Regions from separate parts of the Rattus norvegicus genome. Here regions 2 and 3 are each linked to region 1. Evidence: chromatin contacts called from public Hi-C data. All regions are on one chromosome and are shown on one strand. Each heading gives the region's core, a stretch centred on a gene start, on an enhancer-like site or on the middle of the called end of the contact. The rest is flanking DNA. Distances are from core to core; before and after follow the strand shown. Region 1 holds the start of Dtwd2 (DTW domain containing 2). Region 2 has its middle 25 kb from the start of Hsd17b4. Region 3 has its middle 15 kb from the start of Tnfaip8.

Region 1 (3,770 bases), core at 721-3,220:
TATTACGGTGTCAACCCCTGAGAGGTTTATGTATTTGCTTATTAGCAATTTAATTTTTTATTCTGTTCAACCTCTAGATAAGTGGACTTACAGAGATTTCTCTTTCAACAGTAGAGTTGAAGCAGGACTTGTTTGTGCTGATGGAAATAATTTATTCAAGAAACATAGAAACCTGAATGGGGCAGAGGTGGCGACTCAGACGAATGGCTGGATTCTGCATCCTTTGAAGGTCAGAACCAGTGATTGGGTGTGGATCTATATAGCTATTGAGAAAATCAATTGTTAGCACACATCTATTGTCCTAGCAGTTCTGACAGTGCAGAAAAACTGTATCCAACCTACTTGTGCCTTTCCTGTCTTGAAATGAGAAAGCAGGAACATCCTTTGGTTTAAACAGTTATCAGGAAACTTAATTTTGCAGTTAAAAATAGTTGGTCTTCTAATCTATATCAGGATTTCTTTATTTTCTGATTTGCCCTCTTTCCTAGTTCCTGAGTTTTATTCATTTCCTAATTCTAACAGATATACATGCCACTTTGTTTCCTACCCTACCTCTGTCCCAGACAGTTCAGCCTTTTCCCCTTCTTTTAAAGCTAATACTCAATAAAAGGATATTGTTTTTAGGAAAAAAAAGAATTAAGGGTAGCTTAAAATACACTTCTGTACACTACTCATCAATTTGACTTTAAGGTGACTGGAAAATCTAACGCTAAAATAAACTATATGAAATACAGTATTGGGCTCTCGGAGAGATGGCTCAGCAGTTAAGAGCACTGACTGCTCTTCCACAGGTCCTGAGTTCAATTCCCAGCAATCACATAGTGGTACACAACCATCTGTAATGGGATCTGATGCCCTCTTCTGGTGTGTCTGAAGACAGCTACAGTGTACTTACATAAATAAAATAAATCTTAAAAAAAAAAAAAAAGAAATACAGTATTTGTTTTTAGTACTCCTGGTTAAATCTAGTCTATTAAGTAGAGGTTCAATGCAGGCGTTAATGCAAAACAACTAGGAGGACTGATGAAAGCCTAGCTTCCTTGTTTAAATGTATATTGGTAGAATTAACATTAATAAGCATTAACAAATACATTTCCCGTAATTAACATTTCTACTTCTCTTAAAAGTTATAACTTTTGGGGTTGGGGATTTAGCTCAGTGGTAGAGCGCTTGCCTAGCAAGCGTAAGGCCCTGGGTTCGGTCCCCAGCTCCGAAAAAAAGAAAAAGGAAAAAAAAAAAAAACAACAAGCAAAAGTTATAACTTTTAAAAGCTGTGTTTCTTGTGTTACCCAGATGTTGTGAGAACTTGGGTAAGCAGTGCTTGTTTGCAGTGTTTTTTCCTCAACCATACAATGTATATAGCAGCCAGTTCTTATTGCTTGGTTCCAGGACGCTTGGGGGGTTCAACACACAATTTAACAATTATTTGCTGTGAAATGGAAGATGGTAGGCCCGATGGCTAGCGGGGCACAAGAGCTCACATTGTCACTGGACCGGTTTTCAGTGGCTGCAAAAAAACAAAAAAACAAAAAACAAACAAATCGCTCCTTTGCAGCCTTTGGCCATTAATGTCGCGAGTTGACACAGGGCTGAGCCTGCGCGTACCTAGAACCCGGCGATGCTGCCTAGAATTTCCCGTTATTTTTGTTTTTTGTTTTTTCGGAGCTGGGGACCGAACCCAGGGCCTTGAGCTTGCTAGGCAAGCGCTCTACCGCTGAGCTAAATCCCCAACCCACCCGTTATCTTTTAAACACAAACAATTGCAAACTAGCTTCCGGAGGCGACTCCTATCACCTGTGTTTAATCTCACCCGCGCAGCCACTACGCTCACAATCTCCTTCCGGCCTGTAGAAGCACCACAACACACCAATGGGCTCCTTGTCTTTCTGCAACGGGGCGGGACCTCACGTCACCTCTGAGGCCTGCCCCTTACGTGACGTGCGTACGCAGACCCCTTTCCTCAGCTCGTGGCGCCCTCCGGCGGCGGCGCTCCCTCAATGCGACGGCCTGACTCTTAACACCACCCATGGAGCCGCAGGAAGAGGCGCGAACGCTCGGGGAGTCTGCGCCTCGGCCTTCTGGCGCCTGGGGATTACCGACGCCGGGTGAAGAGGAGCGGTCCGAGGGCGGTGCGCGGCTGGCGGCGCCTCCCGCGGGCGCATTGGGGGACAGCACGAGTGCAGACGGGCTGTGGGGGCTGCCGGTGGAGCACGCGGAGCGCAGGCCGGAGTGCAGCCGCTGCAGGTGAGCGCGGAGCCGGGGCGGGGCCTACGCCTGCGGGTCCCGGGAGCTGCGGCGCCCCCTGCCGGCCAGGCGGACTCCGATTGTGTCTGCCAAAGCAAGAACTTTTCAGGCAGGGCCATGATTATTTAACCCCGACTTTCTGCAAGATTTACTTTTTTAAAAATTAATTAATTAATTTATTTATTTTGAGACATGGTTTTTCTGTGTAATAGAGCCCAGGTTGTCCTGGAACAACTTGTTTGTGGATCAAAGGTGTGTGCCACCAAGCCCAGCAAGACTTAGTTCTTTTTCCAAGAAACTTCAGTCTTTCATAAAAGGAATTCTGGAGGCGTAATGGCATTAATACTTAACGATGCTTAGGTGGGCTTGTCATCATAATATCGGTTGTTGGAGAGATGGGTTGGCGGAGAGTAATAGAGCAGCCTGTGTTGAATATTTTGAATTTACTTGGCGGTATTTACTGAAAACCCGGTTTATTAGCCGAGTACTTTGGAAGTGAAGGCAGAAAGATCGGAAGTTCAAGGTCATTCTCAGATACCTAGGAAGTTAGAGGTTAGCCTGGTTGTATGAGACCCTGTTTCAAAAAAGATTTTGTTAAGCTGAAGTTCTGTGTGTCTGCTAGCTTGCTGCGTGTTCTAGGTGTTAGAAATGCAGCGAAGAATAAATGAAGCGTGGCCTCACGCCCGCTGGACACTTAGAGGCTTTTGCAGAGGCTTTTGGGTGGACAGTAACAACCAGGGCTGGCTGTTCACAGCATACCTGCTTATTCCTTTGGGGGCCACGTCAGTGCATTGGTGCGCTCAGCTGCACGTTTAATCTCAGCACTTAAGAAACATCTGGTATGTCCCTGGTTACTGTTGCCCCTTTTGTTAATTATTAAATATCGGTCAGCTTTCTCTTCTCTTGGTACCTGAGGAATTCAGCTTAGAAGGAGAAATTTTATTTGGGTTCAGGGTTTCAGAATCTGCAGCTTGGTTATATTGGGTCTGCAGTGCTGCAAAGGTCACTGTGCACAGAATCGATGAGGACTACAGAAAGGGACCCAGTGTCCCACCTGATGACCTAACTTCCTCTGCCGAGCCCACCTCTTTCAGTACTGCCATAAGACTTTGACACGGCCCTTGGTGTATGTGTGTGTACCCATTTCAGATCCCAACTAAGGCCTCTGCTTCCTTGCCTCATAGTCATTCTGCAGTTAGCTGCCTGTCGAATAATGCCCTGAAATGGCTTTTGCTTCAGCTGCCAATAACCTTCATGAGATAAAACGCAGTGGATCTTTGCCAGATTAGCTAGTAGATCAGTTCAGCATCTGTAAACACTGTCACATGTGCTTTCTTTAGTTCTTCTTAGATTTAGATCACTTCATTGGTCCAGTTTCCCTTGCCTCTCCTCAAACTCTAAATGCTGGGGTTTTCTGTTGGGAGCATGGAGGTCCTTCAACTAGTTGCTAAAACACAGGATTGTCTTTTCGATGAAAAAGATCTAAACCTGGTCTTCCAGAAGGCTGGGAGCTGTAGGTGGTTAAT
Region 2 (3,770 bases), core at 824-3,323, 400 kb before region 1:
AGCTCCCACAAAGGAACAGTTCTCTGCTCTCAGAGCCCTCTGTGTTTGATTTTATCTTCCAAATGAAAATATGAAATAGTTGAGTCTATACGAGCTCTAGAGGCATAGGGAGAAAGCTCCCTGGCACGCCAGGAGCAGGAAATGTTTGCTGTTGGCCTCAGCGTATGCGCTCTGTTCCCTGACAGGTTCTACCTGGTCGCCCTCCAGTGCCTTCCCGGGAGGAAGAGATGCCGAAGTCCTGACACACTCTTTGAAAACACCATGGCTGTGTCTACCCTTGAGTTTCAGGGTCTGTTCTTCAGCAAATGTTTTAGCGAGGTAAAGGTGTCACTGCCTGGTTGTGAAAGTGGGGTCCCCGGTTAGGTAAATGCAGTGAGGCAGTGATTTCTACCCAGGGATCTGAGAGAATTTATCCTTCAGAAAACAAGTGGTCTTAGAAGACAGCAGCAGGCAAGGAGGCTGCCCTTCAGCATAGAGAAGTGGCAGTGCCGACTGAGTGGATAAAAAGCCTGTTTCTAGATAATCAGAGTAGCACGTCTTGTAAACTATCAATTATCCCTGTGATGTGACAATAAAGACATTTCCCCCTTACTTCCCTGCCTCACGTTCAGGTGCCACAGGCTTAGATGACTTAGCTGTCATCGGCAGACCTAGCTGTCCGAAAGCTTTTAAATGGAAGAGTCAAAGTCCAGAGAAATTTATTGTCTTAGTTGTCTTTGTGAATCAAAACACCTAAAAAATCAGATATTAAACTAAAAAAAATTGTTCGTGTGCACGTATTTTCTGGGGGTCAGAGAACAACTTGTGAGAGTCAGTTCCTCCTTTTATCATGTAGCTTCCAGGGTCCAAACACAGGCCTTCAGGCTTGGCTACAAGTGCATTTAGCTCAGTGGTTCTCAATTTTGCATCGTGACCCCCTTGGGGGGGGTCACATATCAGGTATCCTGCATATCAGATATTTACAATTCATAACAGTAGCAAAATTTCGGTTATGGAGTAGCAACGAAAATAATTTTATGGCTGGGGGTCACCACAATATGAGGAACTGTGTCAAAGGGTCAAGCATTAGGAAGGGTGAGAACCACTGATTTAGCTGCTAAGCCATCTCGCTGGCCCCAATTCAAGTATTTTCCCCTTGTGTTAACATTGGACTGCGAGTGCCTGATCAGTCATTTTATTTTCCCAAGTCAAAACCAGAATTATGTAGCAGAGAGTAGAGAGGGCAGAATTCTGTTACCCAGGAAGGACGAGGGGTGACTCACTGGCTGCCTGATCGTACAAAGATCGCGTGGAACTTTGGTGAAAACAGAGTTGGGTTCTCTGCATGTGCAGAGAATTTTCCAAAGCACAGACGCTTTCCTCCGCAGCTGGGACTGCTGCCTGGCATGTCCACCTCCTCTCCATGCTCTGCAGAGAGCATGTAGCAGTGACATAGCCCATGACCTGGACTTCAAGGCTCACACTGAGTGAACGAATGCTTCTTAGGCAAGACAGAGAAGAGTCTTACACACAGTGTTTCTCTTTCAAGAGTTTCCCTGAGGTAAAAAGGTCCCCTTGGTTCTGGGCCATACATAAGTGTCCCCAAGGACACCAGAGTAAAAGAGACATAGCTGTTCAACACTTGGTGGAGATGGTAATGTGTAATTAATTATAAGCATAGATTTTCCTATTGTACCATGTCAGAAGCAAAAGCTGACTCATTTTTTTTCTGATTACTGTTTCAGTGTTTTCATTAGGGGGTTGTATAAAGGTTTCTTTTCTTTTTCTTCTTTTCAAGCAGAGCCTCACAGTGCAGGCAGGCCATGAACCATGAATTCACTATGTGTTTGAACTCCTGCTATTACTGCCTCTAGTTCCCAAAGTCCTGAGACTTCCCACCTTAGCGCATGGGCTTCTTTTTGTTGTTGTTGTTGTTGTTGTTAAGATTTATTTTTAAATGGATGTGCATATGCTTATGTGGGTGTATATACACGAATACTGGTGCCAGTGAAGGCCAGAGGCGTTTCTTTCCTCTGGAGCTGGAATCACAGGCCACTGTGAGCTGAGGGCTGAACTCTGGTTCTCTGTAAAAGCAGTATATACTCTCAAACCATGAGTCATCTCTCCAGTCCCTACGTTTGATATATGATCTTTATAAAGAGAGCTTTGTACTTGTTACTTCAATTACAGAAAATGAAACTGCGTCAGAGCTAAGATAAAATTTTATCTGTCAAATAAGAGTTCTAAAACTGCCTTGGATTTAAGTTACTTAGAGGTTTCTGCTCAGGTGTGTAATTTATCAATGATAAGTTCGACTAATTCAGAAAATGCATGTGTGGAGGTTCAAGCCTGACAACAATATTTAAACACTATTATTCCTGCCAACGTGCTGTTCCATTAGAATATTTTAATTTTCTGGCGACTGGATAAGCCTTAACTTCCCCACAAATATGTCAGCCCTACAAATATGTCAGCCCTACAAATATGTCAGCCCTACAAATATGTCAGCCCTACAAATATGTCAGCCCTACAAATATGTCAGCCCTACAAATATGTCAGCCCTACAAATATTTCCCCTACAAATATTTCAGACTGTGCTGACCTTTCATTTATCTGTTTTTCAAGGTGGGTTTGTTCAATTATAACTTAGCTCATAGATAACCCATCAAACATCTCTAGGGGCATTTAAAACTCTTGGTGGAAACAAACAAACAAACAAACAAAAAAAAACCCCAACCTGTGAAGTTCAAGCAATAACAAGTATCATCTTAACCATGGGGTGGGGTGGGTGAGCTCAGGAACCTATCAGAAGATTAAGCTTTGTAGGTTTTCGTTTGACACGTGTATTAACAGAGTGGGGTGGGGAGCTTTCCAGAGAAATCACGAATGAGACCCTGCAACAGGGACATTTCTATGCCATTAAGGTTTCTCATAAGTGCTTTTCTTTGTCACAAACTGAGTTGTACACACAAGCCTAACAATCAGAAAAACACAAGAGTATGTTCTTAATCGTACTTGTCTAAAACAGTTTTCTACCTCCAAACCTGGAAATAAAGTTGACACTTTGAACGGATGCCATACTTCTCCTTGGCACACAATGGGGGACTGCCTTGGTGAGGGCAGAGTGCTATGCCTCCTCCAAAGGCTGTCTGGGGAGGGGCGCCTCCCCTCATGAGCCCCAACTTAATTGTGAGCACCTTGAGTCGAGGCACAAGAGACAGAAATCTGAGCCACACCATGCCTTCAAATTAGAACCCATGCTGTAACATTGAAAATGCCTTTGTATAATATTAGACCCAGATCTTTGAGAATAGGTCAGACCTGCAGTGATTTAAATTTGGTCTAAAAAGGGCATTACTTGAAAGTTTTTTTCTGAGGCATAAAAACCTCTTCTCTGAGACAATACACTTATTATTGCTTTTAGAGATGCTACATTTAAATACAGGCGAGGGTACACTGAACTGATAGCATAACTGTGATCCTTAACTGTGACCTTAAGAAAAACTGTATTTCCCTTGCCTCTGTTTCCTCATTTGCAAAGTAATGAAGATTTTGGAGGGGTTATTGTGTGAGTATGACTGGCATATGAAAGCCATATTATAAATGTTAATTGCCAATATGGATTATCATTTACTTATTATATAGCTCATACTTTTTTCAGAAAAACCACCAGCGTATTCCTAACACATTTCGTTTGAAAATGAAATCTAAAAAGACATCATTTAGAAGAAAAAGGCTAAGAACACATACAGTAGTACACATGTATAATGCTAGCACTTGGGAAGCTGAGG
Region 3 (3,770 bases), core at 419-2,918, 340 kb before region 1:
GAGCCACCATGGGGTGCTGGAAATCAAACCCAGATTCCTTTGGAAGAACAATCAATGCTCTTAACTACTGAGCCGTCTGTCCAGATCCAGGAAAATACTTTTTTGATCAAGTAGGCTATAGTTAATCAGACACTTATACAACATAAAGTCCAACATTCAACCCCCAAAACTAATAATGGTGACCTTTTTCCATTGTCTTTACACATAGGAAATCATTCTGGCCCAATGCCAAGTAACAAAACGATCAGAATTCAATTGACTGATCAGGATTTCCCTTTGCTTCTAAATGTTCTTTTAGACGGCATATTCCAATACACGGTATAGAGTAATTGTGTTTTAGAGGGGTGATGAGGGACACTGAGCTCTCAGATCCATAAGGTAAAGTTATACACAGTTAAAATTTACCTCAAACATGCCTTAAACAGTCCAGAAAATTCACCACTGCGGACATGATCTTGTATGTACACTGCTGGGAGACTCCTAACTGTGTGCCTCTCCAACTGTCAATCAGATATCCATGCTCTTCCTCCACACACAGATCAATTCAATTGCCAGCACTTTGCTTGGCCTCCCCAGCAATGAACTCTCCATTTTGCTTCTGGTCTGAACCTCAGAGTGTATTCAGTTATCATCAATAGCCACTCTTGATTTCATACAAGCAATGTAGACCTAGTTGCTCTTGATTGGGTGTTGAATGCCAGTGGCCAGGATGTCCTGTCTTTTCCATCAGGGCCAGGTGCCTCTCAGCTTCAACTGTATATCAAAGGAGCCTAGGGAGACTAAGCAAGGAAACCAGGGCTCACTCTCCGCTCTTAAGAAAGCTACGTCTTCTCACGTGCCATTTCTATTGACCTCTTTCTCCATTCTGTAGAGATATCTGTAGAGCCCCCGTCACTTACAGGAAAATGGTACAGATACCAACAGCTATGGTGTTGGTCCTTAAAGAGAGGTTGAAGGGAGGAAGGAGCTGAAGGACTGTCTGACATACAGCATGACATCCGATAGAGCAAAACGGAATGAGGTGCCATGGAAGTTCAGAGAACCTAAATCCCACCTGGGGGTGGTGTCGTCATGGAAGACCAGCCAAAAGACAGACTGGACGCAGAAGAGGTCGGGTGGTGGGGGGAGGGCCTGGGTGGTCTTAGCAACACGTGCAAAGACCCACACACTTCAGAGTGATCAGTGGGAAAGGAGGGCTTCACTGGCGAGGAAGCCACTGGTAATGCTCTGACAAAAAGGATTTTGTCACATGGCCAAAGATAGAAACCAAAGGGTCTGTGTCACAAGCCAGCTTTAAGCTAGTGGAGAAAGCATGGCAGGCCATTCATTTACAAGTTTCCCTAAAAGTGAAAGTTACAAGGCTCCATTGTTTTTTTTTTTTTTTTTTTTAAATCTGACAATCTTAGTCCAGGAGTGGGAGTGCCTTTTAAAAGAAAATATTTGAATTTCCATCGTTGTATTAATGCCAATGACAGCCACGGGAGGTGAGTGGGTGCCCTGGATCTCTACAAAAACACACTTGCAAGGATCTGCCTGGGCTCTGGCCGGAGCTGAAATAATTGAAAAAAAAGGACAAACTCAAACTCCTTCAACTTCCCTGGGTTAGTGCTGGTCCAGTAGGTCTGACCCAAGCGAGCTCCTGAGGCCTCAGCTGGCCTCTGATCGAAACAGGAAGTACTCTCATTAGAGAGGCAGTACTCAGTATGAAACTCTTGCCCTACTTCCTGTTCTACTGTGAGGCTCTTTTGAAAAAGACAGGCATTCTTTGGAGGAAGGGGCCTGGGAATTACTAACATCTGACAATAATTCACTGGTCTCGTTGTTTTTTTTGGTTTTTTTTGTTTTTGTTTTTTTCATTTGCTGCTGAGGTGAGGGCTCCGGGGCACCGAGGAAGCAGAGATGTAGAAATTAAAAGAATATGGGGAGTACTGGGTACAGAAAATAGCCATTACGGCTCCCTCCCAGGTCTGGCAGGCTAGTAATCTCACACCTCCCTAATACCAAGAACAGACAATGAGACACAGTCAACAGACAACTCACAGAGCTGGAGAGTGCAGTTCAAAAGCTTGGGGTTCCTGATCTGCAGCAATGCAAATTATTTGAGTGGCATAAGATATTCAGAACACGGGTTGGGGATTTAGCTCAGTGGTAGAGCGCTTGCCTACCAAGCGCAAGGCCCTGGGTTCGGTCCCCAGCTCCGAAAAATAGAAGAGAAAAAAAAAAAAAAGATATTCAGAACACTTTTGACTGTGATTTCCATTTCTGCCTCTCTGAATTGTTTGGGCCTCGAAAGGTCAAATATGATGTTCACAAGTTTCCTTCCCTAAGTTTCCAATTTATGGGTGAAGTTTTTGGAGGTCTTGCTTATTCCAGAGCCAGCCAATTTTGTAATCTAAGGTAGAAGCTAAAGTCAAACACAAAAAAAGAAATCTGGTATCTCTCAGCAATGACAGACAGTCAGTGGGCTTACATCCCTGACACCACACTGGCCAGGCAAGTCTTCTTCTGCTTCTAACTCCAGCGCTGCTGGTCACAACCTCTTTGGGGGTGGGGGTCACATTTCAGATATCCTGCATATTAGATATTTACATTATGGTTCATAACAGTAGCAAGGAAATGATTTTATGGTTGGGCTCACCAGGAACTGTACTAAAGGCCTCAGCACTAGGAGGGTTGAGAATCACTGACTTGCACTGTTCACCACAACCTCTGGACCGCCAGTGTCTTTCTTGGCAGTCGTTTACACTTTGGTATTTACTGTGAACCACTCGAATGCCTGTCCTAACAGCGTTCCTGCCGGGGTGAGGCTAGAGCTAGTCACTGCAGGTGAGTTGTGGTGCAATACGATTACCGATGTACAGTAAACCACAGCAGTGTGCAACAGCACTGCAATCAGACTACAAAACAGAAGTGCAAAACCACTTTGAGACTTGACAGTCCCTGGAAAATAACATGACTGACCAGGCTTTGAAACCACTTCTCCAGAGATGTACTGCTGTAGGTCACCCGCTGATCTGGGTCACCCACTGACTTAGTCTCACGGACCCTGTTCCTGTACTGCCATGGACATTTGGATGCTCCAGAATACAAACCAGTATCCTATTCTGGCTTGGCAAAGGCAGCAATTCCATTCTGTGAACTGTGGCCACATTTGTTGATATATCCGGTTTACAAACAACAACGCTTGGAGCGTCTCATGCCTGGCAGCCTGCCAGCTGAAGCCTCTTCATAGCTAATCTGTAGCATGCGATACAGAAATGGTGCCATTGCCTCTCTGTGTGTATGGTTCCTCACAGAGAGGAGTCGAGTCTCTGCAGCTACCTATAACTCAGTTCCTCAAAATACAGTTCACCACAGCCTGCAGAAAACCCAAGAACCAGGATGCTAACACTCAAAGATGAGTTCATTTCCTCATTCTTCTTCAAACTTGTTCACAAATGGGGAAAATGGGTCCATGAAGTTCAAGCAACAATAACCAAATGTCACATAAGTCACACAAGTACCTTCTCAGAAGCCAGACAAATGCGCCTCCAGAGCTCTGTGGTGCCCTGAAAGCAGCCTCCTGAAACCCCAGTGATAACACCTAGCCCACCCTCTAAAATCTCACCCAAGAGCCCAGGGTAGGCCAGCCCACTCCAGCTTTTCACTAGGGTTTGGGCCAAAGCCCACTGCTACCAAGTTAGTTCTTGCTGTGGCTGGCATGAATGTCCTTCTGGAACGAGGGAATTACAGCTGGCTGGGGACACTGCTCCAGAGTCAGACACACTAGC

The links. Hi-C and Micro-C count contacts between places; a contact is called where the count stands out from the background.
Region 2: a contact with region 1 is called in a Hi-C map of the Rat2 cell line, with 7 times the contacts expected there. The contact joins the enhancer-like site here to the promoter of Dtwd2 in region 1. A contact is called at or near these places in 5 of 12 Hi-C or Micro-C datasets (the A7r5 cell line, the Rat2 cell line, Schwann cells and 2 more).
Region 3: a Hi-C map of Schwann cells shows a contact between it and region 1, with 5 times the contacts expected there. The contact joins the enhancer-like site here to the promoter of Dtwd2 in region 1. A contact is called at or near these places in 4 of 12 Hi-C or Micro-C datasets (the A7r5 cell line, Schwann cells, kidney and 1 more).

Annotation. Positions count from the first base shown.
Region 1 is chr18:45,086,619-45,090,388 of GRCr8, reverse strand. It overlaps Dtwd2 (DTW domain containing 2), which reads left to right and starts at 1,970. Exons shown (of 6, transcript NM_001108431.1): 1 at 1,970-2,244. The coding sequence starts at 2,027. It overlaps LOC120098148 (a long non-coding RNA gene), which reads right to left and starts at 1,794. Exons shown (of 2, transcript XR_005496167.2): 1 at 1-1,794.
Region 2 is chr18:45,488,519-45,492,288 of GRCr8, reverse strand. No RefSeq gene overlaps it. Among named protein-coding and RNA genes, the nearest start is that of Hsd17b4, 25 kb to the left of the region's middle. Within about 2 kb of position 2,073, at least 9 of the 93 cell types and tissues checked have an H3K27ac peak or open chromatin away from gene starts, as enhancers often do. A contact at or near this core is called in the A7r5 cell line and Schwann cells, where this site is marked.
Region 3 is chr18:45,427,914-45,431,683 of GRCr8, reverse strand. It overlaps a transcript of Tnfaip8 not described here. Among named protein-coding and RNA genes, the nearest start is that of Tnfaip8, 15 kb to the left of the region's middle. Within about 2 kb of position 1,668, at least 24 of the 93 cell types and tissues checked have an H3K27ac peak or open chromatin away from gene starts, as enhancers often do. A contact at or near this core is called in Schwann cells and kidney, where this site is marked.